2 separate regions of the Pan troglodytes genome follow, and region 2 is linked to region 1. A link is a contact called in public Hi-C data. All regions are on one chromosome and are shown on one strand. Each heading gives the region's core, a stretch centred on a gene start, on an enhancer-like site or on the middle of the called end of the contact. The rest is flanking DNA. Distances are from core to core; before and after follow the strand shown. Region 1 overlaps NUP188 (nucleoporin 188). Region 2 holds the start of NUP188 (nucleoporin 188).

The links. Hi-C and Micro-C count contacts between places; a contact is called where the count stands out from the background.
Region 2: a Hi-C map of induced pluripotent stem cells shows a contact between it and region 1, with 1.9 times the contacts expected there. The contact joins the promoter of NUP188 here to the enhancer-like site in region 1. A contact is called at or near these places in 3 of 7 Hi-C or Micro-C datasets (induced pluripotent stem cells and stem cell-derived neural progenitor cells) and 1 of 1 datasets of contacts at active chromatin or transcription factors (stem cell-derived excitatory neurons).

Annotation. Positions count from the first base shown.
Region 1 is chr11:9,466,706-9,469,572 of NHGRI_mPanTro3-v2.0_pri, forward strand. NUP188 (nucleoporin 188) reads right to left here. Exons shown (of 44, transcript XM_520414.8): 26 at 1,160-1,366; 27 at 869-1,038; 28 at 121-190. Among named protein-coding and RNA genes, the nearest start is that of SH3GLB2, 35 kb to the left of the region's middle. Within about 2 kb of position 1,411, at least 5 of the 24 cell types and tissues checked have an H3K27ac peak or open chromatin away from gene starts, as enhancers often do. A contact at or near this core is called in induced pluripotent stem cells, where this site is marked.
Region 2 is chr11:9,509,971-9,512,837 of NHGRI_mPanTro3-v2.0_pri, forward strand. It overlaps NUP188 (nucleoporin 188), which reads right to left and starts at 1,433. Exons shown (of 44, transcript XM_520414.8): 1 at 1,350-1,433. The coding sequence starts at 1,423. It overlaps DOLK (dolichol kinase), which reads left to right and starts at 1,508. Exons shown (of 1, transcript XM_001162301.5): 1 at 1,508-2,867. The coding sequence starts at 1,798.

The DNA of each region.
Region 1 (2,867 bases), core at 161-2,660:
GAAGGGAACATTCTGTTGTTTAATTAGGGGAGGTATCATTGTCTACGGCCCCATCTCACAGCCCACAGCCTTTCCTCCAAGGGACTTGTAGCCACCATCCTGCCCTCTGCCACAGCTTACCTCTGATGTTTCAGAGGGAGGAGAAAGGGTTCCAAACAGTGGACTGGTTAAATTTTCCCAAAACTTGGGTCTAAAAAGGAAATAAATGTTTGAAATCATAACTTTTTCCCTCTCACAGTCATTTTCTCCTCTCTCAAGCTCCCTTTGGTCGTCACTTCATATTTTACCAGTCTCAATCCTAATATGTGTCTGATAAGTCAGTTGTTCCCGTATAAATGAAAGGTTTCCATAGATAAAATTACATTTTCCTCTCATGAATCACACTTATGCATTATAGAGTTGATCAATAAAAACTCTTCAAGATTCCTTCCACTGTAGATTCCCAAAAGCCCCACAGAAGAGGAGGGAGGGAAATAAGACAGCAGACTCCCAAATTTAGCCTTTTAACACTCCTTCCCTTTGTGCCAGCAGGTCCAATAGAATGGAATGTTTCATTCAATCCAGTGACTTGAGCAAGCCCCTCTCTCCTGAATCTACTGTTTCTCAAGAATAATGAGTTTTGATGCAGCTAGTTAGCAAAAGGCAGGAACACAAAAGCAACTGAACCTTCCAGGTGCTTAATATTTAAAGATCCTTAATACTTGCAGCAGCATTAGAAAGAGAATTAGTGTAAAACTCCCAGGTATTGAACCAGGACTAAGCACTCTTATTCCCAGTGAACTGTCACAACAAACCTCTGGGATAAGAGCTATTATTACTCCCATTTTATAGACCAGAACAATGAAACTACTCCCAGAGGCAGACTTACTTGGTTCGGAGGACCAGCATGGCACTGTCCCTCCGATCCTGCCACAGAGCATGCAAAAAGGCAATGGCGGCACGATGCAGCAGGGGTGGGCACCAGTACCGATCTTGCTGTTGGGAATCAATCAGCTCCAGCACTGCATGGAGACAGCTCCACATCCCAAGGCTGAATTCCTGCAAGAAGGGACAGGTAAGAGTTCAGTTCCACAGCCACTGCCAGCAGCTGTACTTGCAGAGCCCAGCATCTGCCTCCCAGTGAGCCAACTCCCAGTGTCATCCCAGGTTACAGGCTTACCTTTGAGCCATCACTGCCATCCTTAACTTCCAGGTTCAGAAACAGTTCGATGAGGCCTGGCTGGGTCTCTACTGCAACCGTGAGGAACTCTAGAATCATGACTTTGATGCGCATGTCCTCAATTTTGCTCTGCAATCGGGTCAGGAAGGCATCACGAATGGCAGCCGCATCATTGCCCAGACAAGCATACACTGACATTGGGGCCACCTGGTGGAGACCGGAACACACAGGCTTAGAGCTCTGCTTCCACAAAAACCTCAATGGGCTCCCGCAGAAGGGCACTGAAGAGCTCCCAGAAAATTGGCAGAAAGGGAAGCATCCAGACTACAGCTCTGGGCTAAAAGGGACATCACCACAAACAAGCATGAGATGCCCGCAAATTCACAGGAAAGACAGTAATCAGTATAAAGAAATGCTCAACTTCCCTCATGGTTAAATAAATACAAACTGAAAAGTGAAACTTTTTTTGCTTATTAGATTGGCAAAGACTAAACAATGATGAAGCCCTTGCAGCAAGGATAGAATACTTGGTGTTATAAGCATAAACTGTTACAATGTTTTTTGGAAGGTAATTTGGAAATATCTAATAAAAAATATCATGTTCATTTATACCTACATAAATCTTTGGAACTGTAAACAAATGTTTACAGGGTGGTAGGGATAATAATGTTCACTGCAGCACTGCTTGTAATAGTGAAAGACAGAAAGTAGCGCAAATAAATCAGGATGCATCCATTCTAGGATGTGATATGCAAACATTAAAAAGAATGAAGGAAGTCCAAATTAAAAAAAGGAAAAAAGACAAAAAAGAATGAAGGAAGTCCAAATGTGCCCATGTGGCATGAAGCACATCAAGACTGCTTGATATGGTATCAAGTGAAGGGAGCCAGTCATAAAACAGTACCAGGGGCCAGGCACAGTGGCTCACGCCTGTAATCCCAGCATGTTGGGGGGCTGAGGCAGGCAGATCACTTGAGATCAGGAGTTCGAGACTAGCCTGGCCAACATGGCAAAACTTCGTCCCTACTAAAAATACAAAAAAATCAGCTGGGTGTTGTAGTGGGCGCCTGTAATCCCAGCAACCTGGGAGGCTTAGACAGGAGAATCACATGAACCTGGGAGTGGAGGCTGCAGTGAGATCATGCCACGGCACTCCAGCCTGGGTGATGGAGTGGGACTGTCTCAAAAGAAAAACAGTACCAGGAAGGGCCGGGCGCGGTGGCTCATGCCTGTAATCCCAGCACTTTGGGAGGCCAAGCGGGCAGATCACGAGGTCAGGAAATCGAGACCACGGTGAAACCCCGTCTCTACTAAAAAAAATACAAAAAATTAGCCGGGCGCAGTGGCAGGCGCCTGTAGTCCCAGCTACTCGGGAGGCTAAGGCAGGAGAATGGCTGAACCCGGGAGGCGGAGCTTGCAGTGAGCCGAGATCGTGCCACTGCACTCCGGCCTAGGCAACAGAGCGAGACTCCGTCTCAAAAAAAAAAAAAAAAGAAAGAAAAACAGTACCAGGAATTCTGCTTTTATAAAGAACAAAAGTACACACTCAAATACTTTTTTTTTTTTTTTTTTTGACTCTGTCGCCCAGGCTGGAGCACAGTGGTGTGAACTCGGCTCACTGCAACCTCCACCTCCTGGGTTCAAGCAATTCTCCTGCCTCAGCCTACTGAGTACCTGGGACTACAGGCACACGCAGCCACACCTGGCT
Region 2 (2,867 bases), core at 183-2,682, 43 kb after region 1:
GTCTACTCTCTAAAAGCAAAAAATCTCAATATACAAAATGATTTGTTAAATTTTTGGAAAGTAATCTTGTTATATAATAATATTGTTAGGGCCGGGCACGGTGGCTCATGCCTGTAATCCCAGCACTTTGGGAGGTCGAGGCGGGCGGATCATGAGGTCAGGAGATCGAGACCATCCTGGCTAACACAGTGAAACCCTGTCTCTACTGAAAATACAAAAAATTAGCCAGGCGTTGTGGCGGGTGCCTGTATCCCCAGCTACTTGGGAGGCTGAGGCAGGAGAATAGCATGAACCCGGGAGACAGAGCTTGCAGTGAGCCGAGATCGTGCCACTGCACTCCAGCCTGGACGACAGAGCGAGACTCCGTCTCAAAAAAAAAAAAAAAAAAAAAATTGGGGAAAACACTGCTGGCACAGGGAAGGATAAGAGACAGGGATGTTTAACTTTGAGGGAGGGTGGTGGGAAGAACGAAGACCTTCGAGCTGCAATGTGGAAGACAGAGGGAGGCGTGGTGGTCTGGTTATAGCACTGGAGGCACGCAGACTTCAGCCTGAATGCTCTCTTTATCACTTGGCTAGCTCTGAGCCGGACTTCTGAGTCATCTGTGAAATAGAAGGCGCCTCTCGGAGTTGCGAGAATTGAATGAGATAACTCATGGGAAGCGCTCCACCAGGGTCTGACGCTAGAAAGCACTTTGTCAAAATTGTAGCTTTCGTATATAATATTTCATCTTCTTGTCCCTAAAGCCTAGTTCAATTCCTGAAATCTCCTGGAGGATTTGGACATGCTGGCTGACTGATTCAGTGCAAGAAAAGAACGATACGAGGCGCGGAGAGGACAGAAGCCGCAAGCGTGGCTCCGCTCAACGCGAAACAAAATCCTAACAAGAACAGATCGCGGGAGAGGTCGGGGAGCCAGCAGGGCGCACTCGACGCCGGGGCAGGACACTGGGAGCCTGCAGCAGGGACGTGGGTGGGGGGTACCCCAGGCGACCGCAAAGCTCCCCGTGGCTCGAGGGAGCGTCACGGCCGGAGAAGGAAGCGCGGGTGGGGCGCCAAGAGACGCGCCGGAGGTGAGAGAGGAGGAAGGCAAAGGGCCCTGGGTGAGGAGATGGGAGGCCGAGCGCGGAGGGAAGGGGTGAAGAGCCGGCCCCCCTCCTGAAGAAGACTTCAGATCCCCGCGCGCGGGGACCATTTGGACGTAACCGCCTCCCGTCTCGGTGCCCGTCCAACCAGCCGGGGTTGGCCCTGCCACCGTCGCCACATCCCGCCTCCAATTCCCGCCCCGCTTCCGCTCGGCTTTGACACCGCGCTTCACAGCCACCCTGGTCCATTCGACCCGCTCCGCACCTCACACACGGCCCGCCGGCGGCCGCCGCCATCTTCGCGCGCCCGCGCGCCCTGACCCCGCCCCCAGACGCCATGCCCACGTGACCGCTCGCCCCCGGATCCGGAGCGTGGGCGGGGATTTCGTCACGTGACGTTGCCGCGGGGCGGTGCCAAGATGGCGAGGCCCAAAGAGGTGAGGAACCGGCAGCGGGGGCGGCTGTAACTGTGAGGAAGGCTGCAGAGTGGCGACGTCCACGCCGTAGGTTGGAGGCTGTGGGGGGTGGCCGGGCGCCAGCTCCCAGGCCGCAGAAGTGACCTGCGGTGGAGTTCCCTTTTCGCTTCTGGAGAACGGAGGGAGAAGGTTGCTGGCCGGGTGAAAGTGCCTCCCTTTGCTTGACGGGGCTGAGGGGCCCGAAGTCTAGGGCGTCCGTAGTCGCCCCGGCCTCCGTGAAGCCCCAGGTCTAGAGATATGACCCGAGAGTGCCCATCTCCGGCCCCGGGGCCTGGGGCTCCGCTGAGTGGATCGGTGCTGGCAGAGGCGGCAGTAGTGTTTGCAGTGGTGCTGAGCATCCACGCAACCGTATGGGACCGATACTCGTGGTGCGCCGTGGCCCTCGCAGTGCAGGCCTTCTACGTCCAATACAAGTGGGACCGGCTGCTACAGCAGGGAAGCGCCGTCTTCCAGTTCCGAATGTCCGCAAACAGTGGCCTATTGCCCGCCTCCATGGTCATGCCTTTGCTTGGACTAGTCATGAAGGAGCGGTGCCAGACTGCTGGGAACCCGTTCTTTGAGCGTTTTGGCATTGTGGTGGCAGCCACTGGCATGGCAGTGGCCCTCTTCTCATCAGTGTTGGCGCTCGGCATCACTCGCCCAGTGCCAACCAACACTTGTGTCATCTTGGGCTTGGCTGGAGGTGTTATCATTTATATCATGAAGCACTCGCTGAGCGTGGGGGAGGTGATCGAAGTCCTGGAAGTCCTTCTGATCTTCGTTTATCTCAACATGATCCTGCTGTACCTGCTGCCCCGCTGCTTCACCCCTGGCGAGGCACTGCTGGTATTGGGTGGCATTAGCTTTGTCCTCAACCAGCTCATCAAGCGCTCTCTGACACTGGTGGAAAGTCAGGGGGACCCAGTGGACTTCTTCCTGCTGGTGGTGGTAGTAGGGATGGTACTCATGGGCATCTTCTTCAGCACTCTGTTCGTCTTCATGGACTCAGGCACCTGGGCCTCCTCCATCTTCTTCCACCTCATGACCTGTGTGCTGAGCCTTGGTGTGGTCCTACCCTGGCTGCACCGGCTCATCCGCAGGAATCCCCTGCTCTGGCTTCTTCAGTTTCTCTTCCAGACAGACACCCGCATCTACCTCCTAGCCTATTGGTCTCTGCTGGCCACCTTGGCCTGCCTGGTGGTGCTGTACCAGAATGCCAAGCGGTCATCTTCCGAGTCCAAGAAGCACCAGGCCCCCACCATCGCCCGAAAGTATTTCCACCTCATTGTGGTAGCCACCTACATCCCAGGTATCATCTTTGACCGGCC